7 separate regions of the Mus musculus genome follow, and regions 2, 3, 4, 5, 6 and 7 are each linked to region 1. Evidence: chromatin contacts called from public HiCAR-type and promoter capture Hi-C data. All regions are on one chromosome and are shown on one strand. Each heading gives the region's core, a stretch centred on a gene start, on an enhancer-like site or on the middle of the called end of the contact. The rest is flanking DNA. Distances are from core to core; before and after follow the strand shown. Region 1 holds the start of Prcp (prolylcarboxypeptidase (angiotensinase C)). Region 2 holds the start of Hikeshi (heat shock protein nuclear import factor). Region 3 holds the start of Eed (embryonic ectoderm development). Region 4 holds the start of E230029C05Rik (RIKEN cDNA E230029C05 gene). Region 5 holds the start of 2310010J17Rik (RIKEN cDNA 2310010J17 gene). Region 6 holds the start of Ccdc83 (coiled-coil domain containing 83). Region 7 holds the start of Tmem126a (transmembrane protein 126A).

Region 1 (3,091 bases), core at 383-2,882:
AGAGGTTTCAGTACAAGGATTAAGAGTCGTTCCATAGGAAAAAGCCATGAGTTCGGCTTTGTTTTACAGTGTGGGCGGAGAGCAGAGCTACAGAAAAGAGGAAGTCCTAGAGTTCTTAACACAGCCTTCACTTCAGCTAGACAGCCATAGCTCGCTCCACAGAAAGGTTTTCCTAGGGAAAGCATAAAACTCCATGGTCCTGCCTCCAACTTCTCAACTTACAAATAAGCCGCTGTAGAAATTAAAGGGGCCGTTCCAGAAAGACTTCTGCTACCTCAGCTAAATTAAAATGTTTGCTTGCTTTCTTCCTTTCTTTTCTTTTCGTTTTTCTTTTTTTTTTGAAACCCAAACTTAAATTTCTAGGTCTTTTTTTTTTTTTTTTTACTTCAAAACTAAATTGTTCTACAACCCCATGTCTTCCCTCTTTCCCAAATTCCTACCTAGTCAAACGTCCCATCAATAAGCATGCCTCCATCGGTAACCTTCTATTCAGGGCAGCTACTCTGCTAGGGCTTATGGTTCTTAGCTGCTTCAGTTAGTCATCACTGCAACCTTCTGCAGTAAGCCAAGAAACTTGGCTCAGAAACTAACTGTAACTTGTCCAAGATCACAGAGTGAGGCCAGAATCCTGATGTGACTTCTAAAGCCAAGATCAGACGACTGTACTCTTTCTAATCCCAGTGCCTTGTGCATTCAGGCCTCAGAGACTCCTAGAACTATAGAATTATATAGCCTTGTCATTTCAGAGGACACAGGTACTTTTCATTCAGACCTATAGGGTAATGACCTATGGTCTCATGCTGCCACCAAATACAAAGGCATTGGAGAAGCCTGTCTTAAAACTGTGAACTCAAGTTCAAGACCAGAGAGACCTGATCCTTGCACTCACTTCAGATGGGGATACAGACCTTTTAGCCTCTAAAGGTAACATTTCAGCTGAGAGAAGCAGTTTAGTGAAGCGATACATTCTTATGTAATGGGTACATCTGAATTTGTGTTGAGAGACCTAAAGGTGAAGGTTAGCCTCCATACCTAAGAATTTGAGGTGAGAGGTATGGGGTCAAAGGTTAGTCTCCATAATCTGGTTTTGGCCAAGGTAAACAAAGAGTTTAGATTGAGGCATTTCCTAAAATGAAGAGTTAAAAATATGTATCCTGGACCTCCAGAACTGGAGGGATAAATTTCTCATGGTCTCTGTTGGGAAACACTCGAATAATTAAGGCTTAAGACCACCCTCCAGAAAATGTGAACTAAAACCAAGTCAAGTCCTAAGTATCAGAGTCTGAATTTTGGAGTGGGCGGCGGTGCTCCAACAGCCAAGCAAGGTATGGGCGGGCGGTTGGGACGTGGGACCTAGAACCCTTACTCCCCAGCCTCTGCTTACCTTCTGTTCGAAGTAAAGAACTGAGTATTTACGGGCTACAGCAGGGTCGGGTGTGGGACTGGCTGACAAATGCGGGCTGCCGAGGGTCTTTAGCCTAGGCGGGATGGTTGTGGCGGCCCCGAGTAATAGGAAAGACAGGAGCAGGAGAGCCCGGCAGCCCATGGCTGGGGATGGCAGCCACAGTGTGGGCGACTAAAGAAAGAGAGCCACCAGCAGAAGCGCAAAGACTAAGCCGGGCCCAGCTCGTAGCTCCGCCCGCTGCAGACCAGCTCCTCCCCCGGGAAACCTAAAACCAGGCAGCTCCTGGCCCCAAAGGCGTTGCCTCCACACTTGCCACTCGCCATCCTCCTTCTCCCCGCCCACCTCCACTGAGGTCACACTCTACGTCGGCCTTTACTACGCAGGGTTTTGCCCCATCCTTATCTATGGCTCCCCAAGCCCTATCGCTACCCTAGGTTATGCCATATCCCCGCCTTTATTGCCACCATCACACTGTCCCCGCAACCTCAGTCCCACGTAACACCCCAGCTCTCCGCAAATCCCTTATAATGGCACGGGGCGGGAGGAGGAGGGAGGGAGAGTGAGTCTATTGTCACCAGGCATGACGGCACACACGTGACCCACACTCAACCAGAACAGCAACCTTCCAGACGGAGTTGGACTCTCCCCTCTACTTAGGTGAGGAAACAAGTACAGGGACTCGATGCTGGGCCCCTCAAGTAGCAGGAAATGGAGCGAGGTTCACAGATCGCTCTGCCCCCTTCCTTGTAGGCCGTTCGGGCTCTTCGCCTCTGTTGTTCCCGCCTAAGCAGCCCCACCGGTGTTCAGTTCTCGGGTCACCCCCATCGTCCGCATTGCCCGCACGACCCGTCCCTCCTGTGGCCGCTGGGTGTTGCGCGCAGACTAAGCCTTCTCTAAGCCTCGGTAATCCATCCATGCTCCGCGATGGCGACTCCCTCTACAACAGCGCCCCCTCCTGTCCAGCCCGCGGCGCCAACTTTCATCCGCTCCCACGCCCTCGGCGTCCGTCTGAAGCCACTCCTTCCCACGCCTCGAGCCTTCCCGGCTTCCCTCGCACTTCGCCGAGAGAACTACCGCTCCACCAGTCGATGAAGAACGACCCTCGAAACCCACAGCTACCCCTAGCTTTACAAGAAGGGTCGCTTGCCCGGGGGTGGGTGGTGGGGTGGGGACACGCCCTGCAGGGCGTTTTCTGATTGGCTCTCCTGAAAGTCCGTCAAGACGGTCCTTCCGGCGGAAGAGGACGCGGGAGATTCGATTGCTGGCGTTTGGAGAGCGGCGGACCGAGCGGCCGGAGGGCGGAGCGGTTGCCCGGGCTTGTCTGTGTCCTTTGCCTCAGGTGAGACGCTGAAAAAAGGAGTTCTTGGGGGGCTCTAGGTGGAGAGACTCCTGACGAGGCGCTGTAACCTTGCACTCCGTATGGATTGATTTCAGGACTTCTGGCCGTAAACGCCGGCTACGAGGTTAAACGGGAAAGTCAATACTTTTCATGTTCCTTGGCGAAGGTTTATCAGCACTTTACTGTTGCTGCGGATCCCCAAAAACCCAGAAAGGAAAGGGCTCGACTTTCAACGGGGGCATAAAACTATGTCAGCAGGTTACTGTGCTAGGTGCTGGCAAAGATGGTTTGTTTTATTTTTTTCAGATGACTTTGACTGCCCAGAGAAAGTATTTTACTGAGTAATG
Region 2 (3,091 bases), core at 398-2,897, 2.9 Mb after region 1:
AAAAAAAGAAGAAGACTTGCACTGTTTGCACTGGGGAAGAGAGACCTGTTATGGCTGGTGGTCCATGCTCAGATAGATCAAGCTTCGAAAAGACTGTGTTCTTTCCTCATGCAAAAGGCACAGGGATTAAAGCTGAAAAAGGGAGAATGAGTGCGGTGGCGGTGGCGGTCGATCCTTGGTGCTACTTCCTTTAGATAATGTTTTGTGTTTCCAATGAGCCTTTTCTGGAAATGCATCCAGAACTCAAAGGACAAGTCAGTCAGTTATGGGGCTGTGTGTGTGTGTAATGCCAGCCCTCGGGAGGTGGAGGAGAAGGATCAGGAATCCAGTATTATCCTCGACTACACAGCACGGTCCAGGCTAGTCTAAATTATGCAAAACCTTGTCTATTTAAAAAACAAACAAACAGAGAGACAAATAAATGAATAAAAACAAACAAACAAACACCAATCCCAAAAGATGAGCAGCAGTGTCACACACTTTTTTATTTTTTGGCTTTTTGAGACAGGGTTTCTCCGTGTAGCCTTGGCTGTCCTGGAACTCACTTTGTAGACCAGGCTGGCCTCGAACTCAGAAATCTGCCTGCCTCTGCCTCCCATGTGTGGGATTAAAGGTGTGCGCCACCACGCCCAGCTAGTATCAGATACTTTTAATTGTAGCATTTAGCAGGTAGAGGGAAGCAGATCTGAGTTTGATGCCAGTCTGGTCTAGAGTGAGTTCCAGAACAGCTCAGGCTACATCGAGAAACCCTGTCTTGGAAAACAACTCCCCAAAGTGAGAAAACTTAGATTATTATTTTTTTTAAAAGGCATTTTTACAACAAAACTCCCTAAGCAGCACCAGACCCTATTCTTAGTGGCAGTTATCAATTAATTCATCATTTAATCCTTCCAGCAACCCAATAGGTCTATTTGTCTCAGTTTGCAGATGATTGACTGATGAAGCTGTTATATAGCTTGCCTACAGTTGTACAGCACATTAGTTGGGGCGGGGAGGAAGCACAAGTGAAGCACTACAAGAAATATAAGCAAGAACACAACTACGTGTTAAAACTAGTATTTAGTGGGGAAAAGGACTTCTGGACCTCTATAGCTTTAGTGGTCCACGCCTATAATTCCAGCAATTGGAGGCTGAGAAAGGAGTGCACAAGTTCGAGGTCTACCTGGGCTAGGTAATAAGACACTGCCATAAAAATGAGATAAAAATATATTAACATTTTTGATATAATGTTTGTCAGGAAGAATGCAGTAAGTTGGTTGCAACTTGAATTTACGCTCCAAAAATCAATTTTTCAAGCTTCCGGGCAGGTTATGCCGAACCAATTGCCCTCCGTATAAAACGGAGATAATATTTATCCCATTAAGCTTTTGAAAGGAGAGGCTGGGTGAAACGATTCTGGCAAAGGCGTATTGTTACTCCTAAAATGTTACACAACCGCCAGAAAGGTCTTCTCCCAGCACCACCTTTAGAAACTTTGACTCACACAGGCACGGAAATCATGTACTATCAGTAGTAACTTTCAAATTCTCCCGGCTCGCCCTCTGGGAGGCTGGCGCACTGCACTATGGGATTTGTAGTCTTAGCGCGATACCAGCTCCTCCTTACTACCTTAGAAGGAGGAAATGGGTGTAATGACCCGGAAGTACTCGTTCCGGAGAGGCGTGCAAGTTAGGAAGGAAGGGTCAGAGGTCGCCGGCCCAGATGCGTTCCTGTGTTGTTATGTAGTGGAGGGTCACGTTCCTTCCTGCAAATTCTGGAAGGTTCTTGAGTTCAATTAGGACAGTGGCTGCGGAATTCCTGGTGTCCGGCCTGAGGTGCCCGCTGGCCTAGCAGAGGCGCCGAGGGCGCTGCCATGTTTGGCTGCCTGGTGGCGGGGAGGCTGGTGAGGATGGCCCGGGCGGTGGCAGGAAGGGGTCGGTGACTGAGAGCTGGGTGGTGGCACGGTGCACGGCGCTTGGAACGCGGGGAAACCTGGTCATTGTGCTTTTTTTCCTGGGCGTGTGCGACGGACGGGCAATGGGACGCTGGCCCCACTCTTAGCTGTGTTTGCGAGGCTGTCAGGATGTGACTGCATTTTGTTGAGTGCGGATTTTGTTCCACCTGCTGGGTTGAGTGCTGTAGTTACTTGTTAATTTCAGCCTTCTGTACGGCATTTCGCCGTAACCGTGGTAACTCGTGAGCTAGTCTTTCTCTCTTTGCTGTTCAGGAACGTACACTCAGTAGATAGTGTAGTAATTACTCTTGTAAATTGATAATGCTACTTAGAAGTAAAGCTGAGATTTGTAATCTAAAGCTAAGTGGTTTTCGGAAAAATTCAATTTTCCGGACAATGAAGGTGTTTTGTTTTGTTTTTCCTTTTTGGTGTCTTTGGAAGGCCCCCCCCCCCCTTTCAGAAGTTTACCGACCCAGTTTAAAATACAATAATTGCAAGTTGCTTAATAGAAATGACTGAAATTTAGGTGTGAGCCGTACCTGTGATAACTAAAGGATTCGAGTACAATGCTTTCTTTTTGGTCAGAGAGATGCCCTTGCTTAGCCAGAGCCTTAGAATGAAATGAAATGAAATGAGTGCGGGAGTGGTTGAGGAGTAACCAGAGTGAATCTTGTTTGCTCTTTAGAAACCAGCGATGTATCCGTCTTGAGACGTGACTCCTTTCTCTTTAGAGCTATTCTTGTTTTGTTTCTCCTTGTTTTGTTAAATACTGCAACCTCTTTGTTAAATTGTGCCTCACGTGTGGTAAGCGAGAGCTCCACGCCTCCGTTTTCACCAGCTTTTGATAATGTATTCTATACACGCTGCTCTTAAGAAAAACACGTGGTTCCAAGAAACCATGGACTTCTGTCTGCAGTGAATGGGAGGCTCCTGTGGAGGTGAGGTAGTGCTAACCCTGGTCAATAGCTTTTGGAATGTCCCAGTAGGAGCTCTGGGGTTTGGAAGATGAAAGAAACAATTTGAGAAGAACGTGTTCCTCAGATGTCTGCCATTAATAAAGCCCAGCTTCGTGTCTTACACCTGTATTTCCAGCTCTTCAGAAGGCTGAGGGAGGAGACCCACAGTTGCAAGGCTAGACCCTGGCTCTAAAACAGTGGT
Region 3 (3,091 bases), core at 262-2,761, 2.9 Mb after region 1:
TCATTTCACAAATGACAAATGACAATATAGAAACAATTCTGTCCTATAATTTCTACCTCTTCATTTCACAAATGACAAATGACAATATAGAAACAATTCTGTCCTATAATTGAGGAGAGGAAGTTCTTCATTCAGACATTCCCATGGCTTAACAATACACCCACCAAATCCACAAGGCTCACAAATTTATTATTTGTCTGTCAAGATTGTACCTGAGGGGACAAGTGAGCTGGCTCAGTGGTTAAGGCTGGCTACAGGCTGGCTACAGGCTGGCTACAGACTGGCTACAGGCTGGCTCGCAAACGTTAGTGACTCCAGTCCCAGGGATCCAACATCCTCTGACTTTGTGTACCAGTACAGACATGTGGGGCACAGACATACACACACTCATACACACATTTTTTTTAATCTAAAAATGAAAAATTAAAGAGTTTTTAATGATACGGGCAAATTTAGTTACCTTTCCCTATATTAAAAAATTGCCTTTTACCTAAGTCTCACAAACTCATGCAGTTGCTCACAGTGACTTATAGGTCTTGTCAGTTTCCTAGAGCCTCAGCTTTCAACAGCTAAAACGAACACTTAAGACTATGAATTATGACAATTCAGAACCATGTAATTTTTATTTATTTATTTTTGGAAAGAGGGTCTATAACGAAGCCCAGGCTGTCCTGGAACTCCTCGTGTAGACCAAACCAGTGTGTAGCTCTAACACACTGCAATCGACCTGCCTCTGACACCCTAGTGCTGGAATAAAAGGCATGCCCCCATACTCTGTCCGATCCATACAATTAAAAAAATTTTTTTTCAAACAGGTTTTTAGTAAATAGCCTTGATTGGCTCGGAACTTGCTATGTCGACCAGGATGATCTAAAGATTGAGGCGAGCAGGCAGTACTTCCGTTGTTGCCCTTCCGATGTTGGATTACTAGAATGTATCATGCATCACAAGGTATTTTTACTTAAGTCTAAATATGTAATTTAAAATACAGGCTTACTTAAGCCAATAGTGGCACCAACCGGTTGAATATAACCAATCATTGTAATAAGTATTTATTAGATAAAATATCTGCCCAGAACGGAGGCGTGTCCGTAGGCACTGATTTGGTACCGTTTTGAAATCCTCCCCGAAGCTTCAGAAACCGGTGGAAAGACTACCTGGTTCAGCAGACAGAACCGAGGGGAGGAGGGGCCAGGAGGCGGCCTGTCGTCTCCGTAACCCAGCGCGAGAATACGCCTCAGCGCATGCGCACCTGCAGGTGGGACCCGTCCATGTGCCCGATGGGGGAGGCGAGCAGGGAACAGCCTATAGATTTTGAATCTCTCCCTTCAAAAAAAGAATCTAGGCTGTGAGAAGTTCCGTAAACACTAACTCGAAGTTGTTCTCCCGAGCTCCGCATCAGGGACCGTAGACACAGACCCCCTAAAACAAGAGGTGACTTCTCTTTCCTCCCCCCTCCCTCGGGAGCAGTGGTGGGCCGATCCAGGCCACAGACTTTCGTTCGTTTGCAGCGGGTCGGAGATCGAAGGATTGAGCCAATTGCGGATGAAACGTCTTGGCCAGGAAGGGGGTGAGGGAGCAGCCCTTTGAGTTCCGCCTCGTCTCTAGGCGCTGGTGGGGAAGGGGGACGTAGGAAACCCCTGCCCTCTGAGCCAGCAGATCCGACGCCTCGGTGCAAAGTGTCGAGAGGGCGGCGGGAAAACCGCCCGCCCGGACCAAGGGACGGGAAGCAGCCGGGAAGCCGTGCGGGAGGGCGCGCGCGTGCGCGCCCCTTTTTCAGCAGTGTGGCGGGGTCGCACGCACGCCCGCCTCGGCGGCTGGGCGCGATTTGCGACAGTGGGGGGGGCGGCGGCGGTGGCGGCGCCGGCAGCTTTGCGGCAGGCTCGGGCCGGGCGTGCTTGACGGCGGTGTGGCGGAGGCCCCGCCCGAGGCGGCAAGAACCTGGAGGGAGGCGGAGGAACATGTCCGAGAGGGAAGTGTCGACTGCGCCGGCGGGAACAGACATGCCCGCGGCCAAGAAGCAGAAGTTGAGCAGCGACGAGAACAGCAACCCGGACCTCTCGGGAGACGAAAATGTGAGTGCAGCCCCGCCTGTCCCGGGACTGTGGAGTAGAAGTTTCAGGTTCTTTGGTAACTGCGGTCGGGGCCGGCGGGCGGGCGGCCGTGGGGGGAGGGAAAGGTGTCACCCGCGCTCAGGAGAACGCAGGCGTGCGGGGAAGTCCGGTTTGGCTGGGGCTTTCGAGCTGGGACTGCGGCAGATAGCAAGCAGAAAGTTGTCGAGGAGCGGATTAAAGGTCCCAAAGGGTCTGCGAGGTCCGCTCAGATCGTCCCTGCGTGGGAGACGGAGTTTGTGCCTTTGGGGGCTTGACGCTGATTGCGAATCTGAGATTGTACTTACTGGTTTAAAAGGCATGCTCGAGGTAAGAGGTTCAGTTTTCCCCAGGAAAGTTGGTACGAAGGGTCCTCGTAAGGATCCGAGGGGCTGTGTCACTGTAGAGCACTACGGGATCTTCAGGATGGAAAGTATAGATCTCTGGCTTGGGTTTACGTGACCGTGCGGTTATGTATGCCCCTTTCCATGGAAGTGCGGTGTGCCTTCGTGTCGACTTTTTTGTGGAAGGAGTAGAATCGAGAAGATCGTAGAGGGGGAGCCACCTTTGATTAAGGCAAAGGAGGGAACAGTTTGAAAGTTTTTGCTTAATGTAAAGGGATTGGAAGATTTCAGGCCACCGTGGTAAATTCTGTACTTGAGCCAAGTGTGAAGATTAAGGGAAGTCGGTGCTTAGAGAAATGCCGCCCCGTAAAAAAAAAAAAAAAAAAAAAAAAAAAAAAAAAATACTATGCAAGCGTTGTAAAGAGTACTAGACACGTGTTCTAATAATTAGATACTTATATTCTGATAGGGTAGCGTAGAGGCTTTGGCCTTTCGTATAATGATTACTTAGACTTTAATGAAAATGTCAAATTTATAATGAGGAAATTGTCAGGGAAAAAATTTAAGTGAAAGCTCATTTTATCTTTCCAAACTCCTAAGGTACATTTTTTGATGCTTTCTAAATTTATCCATAGTTGAATGATTGAGTTAGCTTTT
Region 4 (3,091 bases), core at 177-2,676, 2.8 Mb after region 1:
CAAGTTTTGACAATGGCAAAACTTAATGACTGAGCCTGCTGCTTTTGGCTATTTTAGCTGTATGTGTATACTCAGAACCTGCACTTAAATAATAGCCCAGCCAGGGACTGCTAATATGATCTCCCTAAGACCTGATTCCTCAAAGATAAAACAGGAATGAAAAATATTCGCCTCCCAGAGCCACTGTGGGGATTAACTGGGGAGAGTTCCTGGTACTGCCAGCATGTTGGCCACTTGCAGGCTGAGGCAGTTCACATAATCTGCGGGGTGGGGGATGATTCTCTTCCCCACTTTGGCGAGAGGTTTGATGAAGCGGCAGAGGAGTTACAGAAAGAAAATGTCTTCCAGGAAAGCAGAGTCCCAGAGGATGTGCCAAAAATGCAAGACTATTGTAGAGAAGGAGAAGCAGACAGAGGTTTCGTGAGCAATGAGACCCCCTCAACACCGTCCCCAGAGGTAGAACTGAGAGCCCCACTCCTGGGTTGAAGCGATGCTTTTCAATCCTACGAGACTGATTACAAAAACAGCTGCCCCGGCTCCAGGAAGGTTGTCTCTGCTCTTTATAAGGAAAAGATGACGTGCCCAGATGCTGGCCAGGGCAGGCCCCCTTTTCCATCAGGATCTCGGAAAGGTTGAGAACGGAATGTCCACTAAGCAGACATTGTCACACGCTGTCCCTACAACATCTGAGATATGTGCAGGACAGAAGATTGAGGGGCACGGGTGGGGAGCAGCTCCCTGCCCTGTCTGAATAATAAACACAATATCTGAGGGGAATGTGCCACAGGCTGAAGAAATTTAATAAAGGCCAGATCCAGACATAAACACACTGTGTGGCTTGCAACAGACAGTGAAGTGTGTGCCGTGTGAATTGAGTTCTCCTTTCCGAGAGTCCTTGATATAATTTAGGAGCCGCTTCTTGCCAATAAGCCATGATGCTCCCTGCCACTCTGGCCGTCTGCGTAAATTCTGATCATTTGCTCCTGACCCAGCTATCTACTGAGTACTTCACATCCCAGGCATTGGAGGGAGACGTGGACTCTCTGGTCTCATTCTAAGAAAGGAGAGGAAGTTGCTTTGTAAAAACCCAGGCTCTTCCTTTTGCACATCATTTGTGGGAAAGGGTATCTGCCTCTCTTAGCTGCATATGGAGAAAATAATTTCATGCAGAGAAGCTTGGTTCTGGCGTTTGCCAAGCGCCTCATCCATCTGGGGGCAAGCCCAAGACTGCAAGCCGCGCGGAGCAGCAGAACACGTTGCTATGGTAACTTGGCACCACACACCTTTGATCCTTTATGTCAGCCTCCTTCCCAGTCCCCCAACCCAAACCTGCACATTCCCTTTATAAGCAGCATACCTTCTCAGAAGATGGACAGCTTTTCTTCATTCTTACACAGCCAGTTATAAAGACATGTTATAAGGCACTTGGACAAAGGGGTAGTGCTTCCTTTTAAAGGTCAAGGCTCGGCTGGTTTTACTTCCTGATACACAGCCGTGACTGAGACCCATGTTAGCTTATCTTCTATAGAAGACTTAACTTTCAAATCCCTTTCATACATTAGTGGACTTTATCACCATGCTGTTTTAACCTCAGGCTTAAACAACCCTAAAAGACAAGAAAATGAGCCCATTAAACATTCTGTGCCCAGAAGCACCCATGTAAGGTAGAGCTAATTTTCCTGCTTTGCAAATGGGAAAATAGTATGAAACGGTCAGTGAGCAGTGGCAAGAGGAACGGTGAACGGGTGAGATGGGTCCGTGGATAAAGGTGCTTGCTAAGCCTAATGACCTGAGTTTGATGCTTGGGACCTGCATCATGAACTTCTGAACTTTGTTCTCTGACCTCAACAGGCATGCTATGGCATGCATGCACCTTTGCATACAAATAAATATAAAAATATTTCTTTTGAAAAAGATGAGGAAGCCGGGCGTGGTGGCGCACGCCTTTAATCCCAGCACTCGGGAGGCAGAGGCAGGTGAATCTCTTGAGTTCGAGGCCAGCCTGGTCTACAAAGTGAGTTCCAGGACAGCCAGGGCTATACAGAGAAACCCTGTCTCGAAAAACCAAAAAAAAAAAAAAAAAAAAAGAAAAAGAAAAAGATGAGGAACGGAACCAGGTTTCTGAACTCCAAATTTTATGCACTGCTCTTATATCTCACCTGATGTTCAGTCGCTTTCAGCCTTCATTATTTTACAAATAATAATAATAATAACAATAACAACAATAATAATACAGATGCATTCAAAGCAACAGCCAGGTTGTGTTTTTCTTTCTTCCTTTCTTTCTTCCTTTCTTTTCTGTCTGTGTGTATGTCTGTCTGTCTTTCTTTTTGGTTTGTGAGACAGGGTTTCTCTGTGTAGCCCTGGCTGTCCTAGAACTTGCTTTGTAGACTAGACTAGTCTCAAACTCACAGAGATCTGCCTGACCCTGTACCCCGCATGCTTTGGTTTCTTAAAAATAGCTTTATCAGCCAGGCTTGGTGGCACAAACTCCAGCACCAAGAAAGAAGAGGGCATCTACCCATTGAGCCAGCACTGCTGGGACATGTTGGTAATCCCAGCACTAGGGAGACAGGCAAGAGGATCTCCAAAATTTCCATGTCAGCATGAGTGACATAGTGAGTTTGAGGCAAGCCTGGGTGACTTAGCAAGCCTCTGGCTCAAAAAAAAAAAAAAAAAAAAAAAAAAAATATATATATATATATATATACATATATGTGTGTGTGTGTGTGTGTGTGTGTGTGTGTGTGTATTTTACACCGCTTACAAATGTACAATGCAATGATTTTTAAAGTTTGTAAGGTGAGGAATATACTGGGGTAACTCACATGCTCTGCAGTCTTGCCCACTTGAAGCCTGTGCTCCCATCATTTTCAGCACATCATATCAGAGTTGTACAACTATCACCACAAAAAGAAGCCAAAGATCTTTTAGCTGTTACTCCCAGCCAATTGTCCCATACTCACTTCTATGCCCAACCATAAGCAACCACTAGTACACTTTACATCCCTAAAAATTGTCCCCATTCTGGGCACTTAATATTAATGGGTATATACCTACATACACATAATATATAGTTATGTATTAATAT
Region 5 (3,091 bases), core at 364-2,863, 2.7 Mb after region 1:
GGGGGGGGGGGTAGAACATGCACAACACACAACTTCAAAACTCAGACAATATAATGATGGCAAATAAAAATAGTAACTTCCCACAAAGCCTTCCCCACACCACACTGAATCCCTTTGTTTCTACTCCCCACAAGCGTAAATGGAATAAAAGCCGAGTAACTGGGCATAGTATTGAAAGAAGGAGGTGACAAGAAGTCAAAGGAACTTAACGGAAGCTAGAATGGCAAAGATGACCGAAAAGGTAGATAGAAAGGTAGAAAAGGAAACCACAAAGAAATGGGAGGAGGGGAAAAACACTTCAAGAGCTGAGAAGTGACAGAAATCTGGTCCCACCAAGCAGAGTTAGTACGGAAATACGAAAAAAAAAAAAAAAAAAAAAAAGAAAGGAAAGGGAATTTTAAAAAGCTAATGGAACAATGGGGCGGTGAGCCTGAGTCCTGGAGACATTAGCCGGGGAATCACTGAGCGGACGGCTGCTAGGAGGTACGGGACGGGTGGGATGGAAGGGCAAAAGGGGCTGCAGTAGCTGGGAGAGGAGTCTGAGTGAGGAGCTGGGTGGGAGGCAAGTTGGTGGAGCGCGATGGGCTTGGTGGTGCCGGGGGCTAGGAGGCGAGGGTCTCAGGGGATCTCTGGGGGCGCAATGGATTGTCACATTTTTTTTCTCTCTTTTGAGAGAAGAGCAGAGGCCGTTAAAGGCAGGTGTGATGGGAGCAGAAAAGAACACACAGCTCGACCAGGCACAGGAGCCATCGTGCAGATAAGACGCAGGGAGGGAAGAGGCAGCCCAAGAGAGAGAGGAGGACGATGGAGAGGGGTCGGGAGAGGATGCGGGGGGTCTTCACTCACAGTCCAGGTGCTTTTTCTTGGGGCCCATGATCTCGTGGGTCGTGGCCTTGCATACTGTCTTAGATACCGCGGAGCCAGTGACACTGTGCTGGGCCGCGGTGATTCGGTCCGTCAGGCTCTGGCCAGACATCTCTGCGGCTCGTCCGCCACCCCTTCCGCTCCGCAGCCGGCGGGGCCTGGGACCCCCAAGCGCCCGAGGGTCCCCACCCCCCACCGCACCCCCTACCCCCACCGGCTCCCCGCCCGCCTGCCGGCCTGGGGCGGGGCTCAGGGCCGCGCGCCGCCACCCGCTCCGAGAGCCCCGGCTCGCGTGTTCCCCCGGCGGGCTCCCACACCAAGTCGGGGCCACTCCCGGGTCCCGCGCCTCAGCCTCGGCCCACCCCTTCCCTGGTCAGCTGGAGCCCGACCGGGTAAGAGGGCCAGGCAGCTGCAGGAAAATGGCGGCGCCAGGCTCCTCCTCGGAGCTTTCCGGGCTGCCCCTAGGTCACGTGACTCGGGTTCCGCCCCCTGCTCGCTTCCTCCCGCCCCTTCTCCCTTCCCTTTCCTCTCCGGCGCGCCCCCCTCCCTCGCTCCGGCGAGGGAAGAGCGGGGCGGCGCCCGCGCGCTACGTGGTGGAACCCGCCCGGCGGGCGCAACAGGAGGCCCGCCCGCGGGGGACGGCGCGGCCCGCCGCGTCACGTGACGCGCCCTGCCAACAGGTCGCCCGAGGCAGGGCCCCGCGTGTCGTAGGGGGGCGGGGGGGAGGGGCGGCCCGCTGCGCCCCTCTTTCACCCCGGAGGCGAGGACGCCCGCCCTCGTGTCAGAGGCTGACGCCGTGGGCTTGACAAAGAGGTGAGGCAGCTGCTGCCTGTGCGTAGTTTTCACCCCGAACTGGAGGTGCCTGGGCTCCGGGGCTTCGCCTCGCTCAATTTGGCGCCGACCCCACGGCCCTCCTCCTGCCTTAAAGAAAACGGCTCCAGCCAGTCTCTTTCTGAGCCTACACACAGGCCTCTTCAAATGCACCCCGCTCTCCCTTTTAGTAACAGGGCTTTGGGGCTTTTTTTTTTTTTTTCACCCCCTCGTCTTCTTTGAGAGTGTTGGAAACGTCACCTAGTTTTGTTTATCTCGACTTACTAAGAGTCGCCACGTTCCTGCCAGTCTAAATTTAGATAGAAGCCAGCCCGGTATTCATTCTCTGCGGTGTCAAATACGACAGGAAACACATAGCTTCAGTGGAATTTGAAAAGGGAAGTAGTAGGGTGATGTCAACAGTGATTAACTTGACCCTACAAGGCTGACAACCAGCGAGATTAAAGGTCCACACCATAGAAGGAAGTGAGACAGCTCGGTAAAAGGAGAAGTCCCATTCAGAGTCAGACATCAGTACCTGCGATCTCCCCTGGTTTAGCCTTTCTTCCCTTTGGCCTCTTTTCTCCTCTTGTGTGAGCCAGATTTCCATGGAAAGATATTGACTCTGCCCTGTAGGCATTTTAGACCAGTATTACATCCCGAGACTTAGATCTATGAAATCCAGAAGATCTATGAACAAAGCCTTTTTAAATGTTACTAGTGCTCCACATTTAACTCAAGAGTTAGGGATAAATTTTAAATTCTCTGTGAATGTTAAGTTACCATCATGGTTCTATGTAATCTTGCTAGTTTCAAATGAGATTCGAGCGTACTCAAAATCTGTGTACACCATCTGCCAACCAAATCTAGAATATTGCGCTTAAATCTGTTAACTCTCAACGGATGAAAAGCTAATAGATGTTTAAAATTGTGTGTGGTATGAGGAATTCTGTGGTCTCTTCACATTCCCTTTCTATCTCACACGCCATTCTGAAGCACGGTGATTTTGGCAAGAACTCACAATTCTTATTAAGGCTGCAGGTTTCATTCTTGTCACACCAGCTTGAGAATTCACAAAACTGTAAAACTCCCTTTGGTGCATCTGCATTCCATTTGTAATTTGGTACCCTGTGTTTATCAGGCAGTGGAATGACCGGGAATTTTTGTTTGGTTGGTTTTTGTCTGTGGTGTGTACTCATGTATGCATGTTCACGTGACCCACATGTGTGTGCAAGTTTTAATCCATTATAATTTCTTTTATTCTCAAACTATTCTACTAATTTCTTAGCTAATTTCTTTATCATTGTTTAACCAACTATCCAGTTAATATTTTCTGAACCTATAGTGGGATTGTTTTTGCACTAAAATTGTCTAGTAACTCTCTAAAGATTGTGTCTCCACAATGTGCCCACCCATG
Region 6 (3,091 bases), core at 434-2,933, 2.6 Mb after region 1:
TGTAGCAGGTGGGAGAGCTGACCCTGCCCCTTGCTGGCTGTGGCATTGGGTGAGCTCGCTGAAGCAGTGCTGGAGAGCTGGCCCTGATGGTGTGGGTTTCCGGACGCTGGTGAGTTCACCAACTCAGCTACCAGTCAGACCCAGATCTTCCTATGTAGCCCAGGCTGACCTTAAACGCCTCATCCTCAATCTAACCCAACAGCTTTCCCATCGCTATATGGATGGGGTGACCAGCCCTGCTGACCCGAAGCTGCAGGTTCTTCATGACACAGGGCAACAACAGGATATCTAAGAGGAGTCCCAGTAAGGACCCAGTATTGATAGTGTAGCAAAAGCCAGTAGCCTCCAACCAGACCAACGACTCGTTGCAAGTAAAGATGTATAACACGCTGTGATACACTACAGCTTCCACTAGGCATTTTTGGAGGGCAGGTGGCTTGTTTGTTTGTTGTTGTTGTTTTGTGTGGTTGGTTGGTTCGTTTGGGTTTTCGAGATGGGGTTTCTCTGTATAGCCCTGGCTGTCCTGGAACTCAGAAATCCACCTGCCTCTGCCTCCTAAGTGCTGGGATTAAAGACATGCACCACCACTGCCCGGCCTGATTTTTTTTTCAATTGTAATTTTTTTGTTGTTGTTATCTTGTGTGGTGGGAGGTTACAAAGGCCAAGGATGAGTATGAATGGATGGGGAAATGAGAGGGATTGGGGTGCATAATGTAAAATTCACAAAGAACCAAAAAAGGTTTTTAAAAATTCCTTACTATGTTTTAATCTATTTTTTAAGCCAACTAGATCACTTGGAAGTGAGTCGGAGGCCTAAAAGAGCCTGGCTTCTGACTTCCCAGGCCAAAAAAAGAAAATTACTGGAGTGTAATGAGAGAAATGGGAGGCTTTAATAGACTGCCTTCAGGATGAGGCTGAACTGCACTATATTGCTTTGTTAAACGCTTAAAAGTAAAATGAGAAGACAGATGCAAAGACTTCAGTGCCTCAAGTTGCCCTGTGAGCACTTGAAGAGTTAAACCAAGCTGACAAACGCAGACAGAAAAGCAGAGCACCTCTGTCACAGGAGTTCTGCCCCTTCCCACACCCGGGGAGTTGTTTTGAAATCACAGAGGAGTCATTTTATATCAGCAAATATAAGCTTGCAATGACCCGAGCGAGGCATGCGCACAAAGCTGGAGTCCTATTTACATACACCACCTTCCAAGCACAGAGAATTCGAAAAGAGGAGAGAGAGGCCTTGGGGGAAAAGAAGAAAGGACTGGACCACTGCCCTAACCTCTGCATGCACTCCCTCACCCGCACTATTCCTCATATGCCCGCCAGGTGGCGCGCGCGAATCGCCATGGTGCCTAAACCAGAATGGGATAGTAGATGAAGATGCCAGTCGCTTTGAAAACAGCGGGAAGTGACCCGGATGGGGTTGGAAGGGAGGGAGGGAGAGTGCTTTGGGCTATTTGTACTTGAGAACCACCAGCCCACAACCCGGAATTCTCACCTGAAAACGCTGGAGACGATACTGGGAGAAAGCTAACATCCTTGTGTGACCTCTGACTTCTTCAGTCTGCCCCCAAAACTTTATAGGAACCCTCCCCCACTACAGCGGACACGCCCTCCTCTTGATTTGCCCTGACACGAGATGGGCCTGGGGTCGCGCCCTCTGGTTTTTCCCTCGGAGCGTTGTTCCTGAGCGGTTAAGAACTGTTGAGAAGGGTTCTCCAAGCCGTGCCCCTCTTTCACCACTCTGGAGACAGGGATACCTGCCTGGTTTTAGCCGCCCTAAACTTAAAGGTTTGTAACCTTCAGGGTGTCCTAGCGCAGTCTCTTAACTCAGTAGATGCCCAGCCCTCTGATGCAGTAGTCCCCCTTTATCAGTTTCAGGTACCTGAGGATCTTTGTGATGGATGGGCTTAAGGGGTGGGTATTAAATGGAAAATGCCTGAAATAAGCATTTTTGTTTAAGTAACGTTTGTCATATCTGATAACTGTTCTATTCCAGTATTATTAATCTTTAATTTATACTAAGTTTTGTTACAGGTTTATAGGTACACAGTACGGAAGGGGGCGGAGGCTGTGATGGCATCTATAATGATTGGTAGTATCCCAAGACTCAAGCATCCCTTTGGTGTCTTGGAGTCCCAACCTCACAGAATAAGTAGACCTTTGTGTTGCTGTCTACCACTCCACAATTTCCTCAAAGCTTTATGAATACTCTTAACAGTTCTGAAACGAGATGGAAAAGATGGAGAAAGAAACTGGGGGTCAGACAGGACCAAAACCTGTGCTGAACTGACTTAGTGGGGAATCAGAGGTTCCACTTCTCCTTCCTTCTCCTAGTGTCCCCAGTGGTTCCCAAGCTGAGGAAAGCTTGATACCTCCAAAAGATGTGTGACAATGTCATTCATCTACATGTTTCTAAACACATAGATCTCAACAAACGGTTTTAATGGTACTTTTCTAAAATGAATAAGCTTTGCATTTTCACACTATTTGGGACTATGTACATATATATAGTCTATATGAAAAGACGTGTGAAGGATTTTAAAGTAATTTTAGATGGAATTACCACTTGTAAAAGGACTTAAGTAAATCAACTTCATTTTGTTTTAACGCTGGAGTGCATTTCTGATTCTGTTAACAGTGCATTCTAGTGAGACAGAAAACCTTCTCTAGGTCAAAAAGCGTTCCTGGCATAAATGAACACTTGAATTCCAAAGAATTTTGCTGGGATGGGGAGATGACTCAGTGGGGAAATGTGAGCTGTGTGAGTATATAGACCAGGTTCTAGATCCCCAGTGCCCATAGAAACGTTGGGACGGTGGGCATGGTGGAATCGCAGTGTCTGGGAGGCAGAGATGGATCCCAGAACCCACTGACTAGCTGGACTCGCTGAGTTAGCAAGCTATAGGTCCAAGTGTGAGACCTTGCCTCAACATACACTGCAGAGGGCAGTTAAAGAAAACATCCACTGTCGACCTGTACACATGCACCTGCTCCCACACATGTCTACACACATGCAAACACATGCACACCATGCTTACACACACAAGCAAAATAATATTTCTTCTATATATAATTTATTTTTATTTTA
Region 7 (3,091 bases), core at 298-2,797, 2.4 Mb after region 1:
GGGGGGCAGAAAACACATAGGAATAAGCAGCAGAGAAGAAAAATTCAAGTTGAAAACATAAAATCCAACATCAAAAAACCCCCAAAAAACAGTGAAACAGACAAAAAATTTTTAAGATCACACTAGCTAGACTGATCAGGCTTCAAAGATTCAATAAAACACTATCAAGAGAAGACATATGAGGTCACTGCAGGATACACAGATATTAAAAACATAAGGAAATATTTATCAACAGTTTAATCCAATAAGCTTGAAATTTTGGACCAAATGGACATTTCAATTGTTCTGAGAAAAGTTTTGATGTTCAATCTAAAAGGTATCTACGCATAGAACAGTGAAATATCTATTATAGATGCTGAATTTATATTACAATTCTATCAATCAGGAAAACTCTGGGCTTAGAAGTCTCCCGTGATGATTCTACCAAACATTCAGCAAATGACATCAAAATGATACAAACGCTCCCAAAAGTGAACAGTTGCTAAATGACACTAATAAGTCAGCGCTACCCTAATGCCAGCACCGGACAAGGAAAGTGTAAAAAGGACTGGGGAAAAACAAACAAACACCCCGCTCATTGGTTAAGAGTAATTGCTGCTCCTGCAGAGGACCGGGGTTTGGTTCCACAGGAATTGGAGTACAGTCTTATTTAGAAATAAATAAATAGATAGATAAATAAATAAATAAATAAATAAATAAAAACAAAAACAAAAAAACTAGAATTGACTTGATGCCTCTCGGGACAGGAATCTTTCGGGACAGGGATCTTACTCATTAGTCTTCTGATAAATTCCAGGCCTCTCAGTTTGGTAAGCGTCTTTATAGTCTACTCACAATTTTACAAAATAACCAGGTAAAGAATTTTGTCCTTTCCTGTTTTACAGATGCAGATGAAAACTGAGACGGAAACTCACAACATTGGTTCCCAGTGGTGCTGACTTATACCCTAAGCCTCCCCCTGGCTGTTTTGTTTGGAATTCACACTGTACGCAGACCAGACTGGCCTGGAATTCACAGAAATCCCCCTGCCTCAGGCTACTGAATTCTGGGATTAAGGCGTACGTTATCACGTGCGGCTCCCTTACTTTTGAACCGTTAGTTTTTCACTACATTCCGTTAACCCTGTTTCACAGAAGCAGTGTTCTAGAGGACATGGGGAATGCTGAGGAAAACAAAACAAAACAAAAAAAAAGCACTCGCTCTGGAATTGCTCACGTTCTGCTGGAAGTCACCCACAGCATAACATGGCACAAAGATCCAAGAGCGAGATGGAGCAAAAAGTCAATCTCAGGCTAACTTCACTGCCAACGTTGCCTTCATCAGCCCGTAGCCTAGCGGCTGCCATGCAACCTACGCCAGGATCGGGGACTCGGAAGTCGGGCTGCGTGCCCAGGCGGGGTGGTGTCGAGCCCAGCCACCGCCACACCGCTGTTTCTGCAGGCTGTACCCGGGATGGGCTATAGCGGACTCGCCAGTCCTCACCGCTAGTCCACAGTTTAGCGTCTCCTGGACCGGAAGCCCGTGGACAGGAAACAGAGGCGGAGACAGAGTCACGTGTGAGCCAAAGATGGAGCTCAGACGACCCTAGCGAAGGTTGCGGTAGACTCGGCGCGGGAGGACCCGGGCAAGCACCGGCGGCTGGGGAGGCTGCCATTAGCTGCCTTCATTCTGCCGAATGGTGAGTAGCTGTGCCAATGTCGCGCTGGGAGAGGCGCGGGGTGGCCACGAGGGTGGGGAACGCTGTGTGTGCTGACCCGGTCTTCACTTTCCACCCGTGAGGGGGAAGACCTGGCTGAATTGATTGAGTTGAAGAATCACTGCCAATTTACAAATTGCTACGTTTAATTTTCCGATGCTTGGTTTTTATGCAGAAACTTTCAGAGATCTTTGTAGTATTTCAAGGTGTCTTTGTCTTTGATGGGGATTTATTAACTGAGAAATAATACCAGGAAGAAGAAACAGGACTTGAATCCTGGGATCCTGATCTAAACCGCTAAATCTGTATTTTACTTTCGAGGTTAATTTTTAAGTCAAGATTTATGGAATTTTGCACATGCAGCATTTTCCAAATCATTGTATATATACAACAGGTACCCAAGATTTGGTAAGACATTGTTCCAGTGCTGTCACAGCTAACTAATACGAATGGTGACCCAAGACAGGCTGATTTATTATCAGGTTATTTCTGAGTTTTGGTTTATTGCTACTACTGTTTTATCTTTTGAAATAGGGTCTTGGAGTACATCCAGGAACTCACAACCCTCCGGCCTCAGCTTCCCAATAGTAGAGGTATCACCACAGGTTGCAGACTTTTTTCCTGTCACCAGGAAGTATGTTTTTAAAGAGCCCAATCTAGTAAAAACGAATCCACCATTCTACACTGATATTCATCCTATGTGTACCATGCCTGCTCAGGCCAGAAAAGGGCATTAGATCACCCTAGGCCTGAAGTTACAGCTGTGTGTGAGCTTTGACGTGGGTGCTAGGGCTCGAATCTTTCATCATGTGTCCACATGCCTGCAATGCCTATGAAGGGTGAAGAGGATTCCAGTCCCCTGGAACCCTTGTTCTTTGCAATAGTGTTCTCTCAAAACTACTGAGCCCTTTCTAACCCTTGACACCTAATCATCTTTACAAAGTGGCTATTACACTTGAAATACAACTTATAGTTCCACCAGCAGATGTCACAGCTTTCCTGAATGCTTCCAAGTGAAACTAATTACCTGTGTACCTAATGACATCCCTGTTATCTTAGCTTCCACCTCATGTTTTTGTTGTTTACTGGATGTTGGCTTTCTCTCATGATGTGAGGCTCTGTCTGTTGCATCACCCCTCCACCCCACTTGTCTAGCACAAATTCTTTGGATTTTTGTTTTCCTGTAATAAATTTTCATGTAGCTCTGCTGGCCTCAAATTCCAGTATTATCAAGGACAGCCCTGAGCCCACCCCCCAACTGTTTCAACTACAGTCATGTCACCATGTCTGAATTAAGTCATTTTTTTAATGTTTCATGTATGTAGTAATTGCTTAGAAAATCAAGATTGTGGAGTGTCTTAGAAACTTATGCGCTGCTTTTCTTGTTCAGGTTTC

Evidence for each region. Promoter capture Hi-C pulls out the DNA fragments that hold promoters and counts their contacts. HiCAR-type assays count read pairs that join an accessible place to other places. Capture Hi-C pulls out chosen DNA fragments and counts their contacts.
Region 2: a promoter capture Hi-C map of pre-B cells shows a contact between it and region 1, with 3 times the contacts expected there. The contact joins the promoter of Hikeshi here to the promoter of Prcp in region 1. A contact is called at or near these places in 3 of 39 promoter capture datasets (liver and pre-B cells) and 2 of 9 other capture datasets (adipose tissue and liver).
Region 3: a promoter capture Hi-C map of embryonic stem cells shows a contact between it and region 1, with 3 times the contacts expected there. The contact joins the promoter of Eed here to the promoter of Prcp in region 1. A contact is called at or near these places in 2 of 39 promoter capture datasets (embryonic stem cells and pre-B cells), 1 of 115 datasets of contacts at active chromatin or transcription factors (astrocytes) and 1 of 9 other capture datasets (liver).
Region 4: a contact with region 1 is called in a promoter capture Hi-C map of liver, with 4 times the contacts expected there. The contact joins the promoter of E230029C05Rik here to the promoter of Prcp in region 1. A contact is called at or near these places in 2 of 39 promoter capture datasets (the C10 cell line and pre-B cells), 1 of 115 datasets of contacts at active chromatin or transcription factors (embryonic stem cells) and 1 of 9 other capture datasets (liver).
Region 5: a HiCAR-type map of astrocytes shows a contact between it and region 1, with 5 times the contacts expected there. The contact joins the promoter of 2310010J17Rik here to the promoter of Prcp in region 1. A contact is called at or near these places in 2 of 39 promoter capture datasets (liver and pre-B cells) and 1 of 115 datasets of contacts at active chromatin or transcription factors (astrocytes).
Region 6: a HiCAR-type map of astrocytes shows a contact between it and region 1, with 2.5 times the contacts expected there. The contact joins the promoter of Ccdc83 here to the promoter of Prcp in region 1. A contact is called at or near these places in 2 of 39 promoter capture datasets (liver and pre-B cells) and 1 of 115 datasets of contacts at active chromatin or transcription factors (astrocytes).
Region 7: a contact with region 1 is called in a promoter capture Hi-C map of liver, with 5 times the contacts expected there. The contact joins the promoter of Tmem126a here to the promoter of Prcp in region 1. A contact is called at or near these places in 7 of 39 promoter capture datasets (the C10 cell line, embryonic stem cells, frontonasal cranial neural crest and 3 more), 3 of 484 Hi-C or Micro-C datasets (B cells, LSK cells and embryonic stem cells), 5 of 115 datasets of contacts at active chromatin or transcription factors (astrocytes, embryonic stem cells, epiblast stem cells and 2 more) and 3 of 9 other capture datasets (adipose tissue, liver and macrophages).

What each region holds. Positions count from the first base shown.
Region 1 is chr7:92,873,794-92,876,884 of GRCm38.p6, reverse strand. It overlaps Prcp (prolylcarboxypeptidase (angiotensinase C)), which reads right to left and starts at 1,632. Exons shown (of 9, transcript NM_028243.3): 1 at 1,385-1,632. The coding sequence starts at 1,546. It overlaps Ddias (DNA damage-induced apoptosis suppressor), which reads left to right and starts at 2,638. Exons shown (of 6, transcript NM_001355126.1): 1 at 2,638-2,744.
Region 2 is chr7:89,939,760-89,942,850 of GRCm38.p6, reverse strand. It overlaps Hikeshi (heat shock protein nuclear import factor), which reads left to right and starts at 1,647. Exons shown (of 5, transcript NM_026304.3): 1 at 1,647-1,882. The coding sequence starts at 1,853.
Region 3 is chr7:89,979,396-89,982,486 of GRCm38.p6, reverse strand. It overlaps Eed (embryonic ectoderm development), which reads left to right and starts at 1,511. Exons shown (of 12, transcript NM_021876.3): 1 at 1,511-2,075. The coding sequence starts at 1,962. RefSeq lists cis regulatory regions at 1,034-1,041, 1,237-1,244, an enhancer at 1,216-1,252 and a promoter at 1-1,675.
Region 4 is chr7:90,027,494-90,030,584 of GRCm38.p6, reverse strand. E230029C05Rik (RIKEN cDNA E230029C05 gene) reads right to left here and starts at 1,426. Exons shown (of 6, transcript NR_110365.1): 1 at 1,358-1,426.
Region 5 is chr7:90,128,458-90,131,548 of GRCm38.p6, reverse strand. It overlaps 2310010J17Rik (RIKEN cDNA 2310010J17 gene), which reads left to right and starts at 1,613. Exons shown (of 3, transcript NR_046007.1): 1 at 1,613-1,677. It overlaps Picalm (phosphatidylinositol binding clathrin assembly protein), which reads right to left and starts at 1,336. Exons shown (of 20, transcript NM_001360867.1): 1 at 847-1,336. The coding sequence starts at 976.
Region 6 is chr7:90,264,024-90,267,114 of GRCm38.p6, reverse strand. Ccdc83 (coiled-coil domain containing 83) reads left to right here and starts at 1,683. Exons shown (of 11, transcript NM_183293.1): 1 at 1,683-1,791.
Region 7 is chr7:90,455,659-90,458,749 of GRCm38.p6, reverse strand. It overlaps Tmem126a (transmembrane protein 126A), which reads left to right and starts at 1,547. Exons shown (of 5, transcript NM_025460.3): 1 at 1,547-1,678.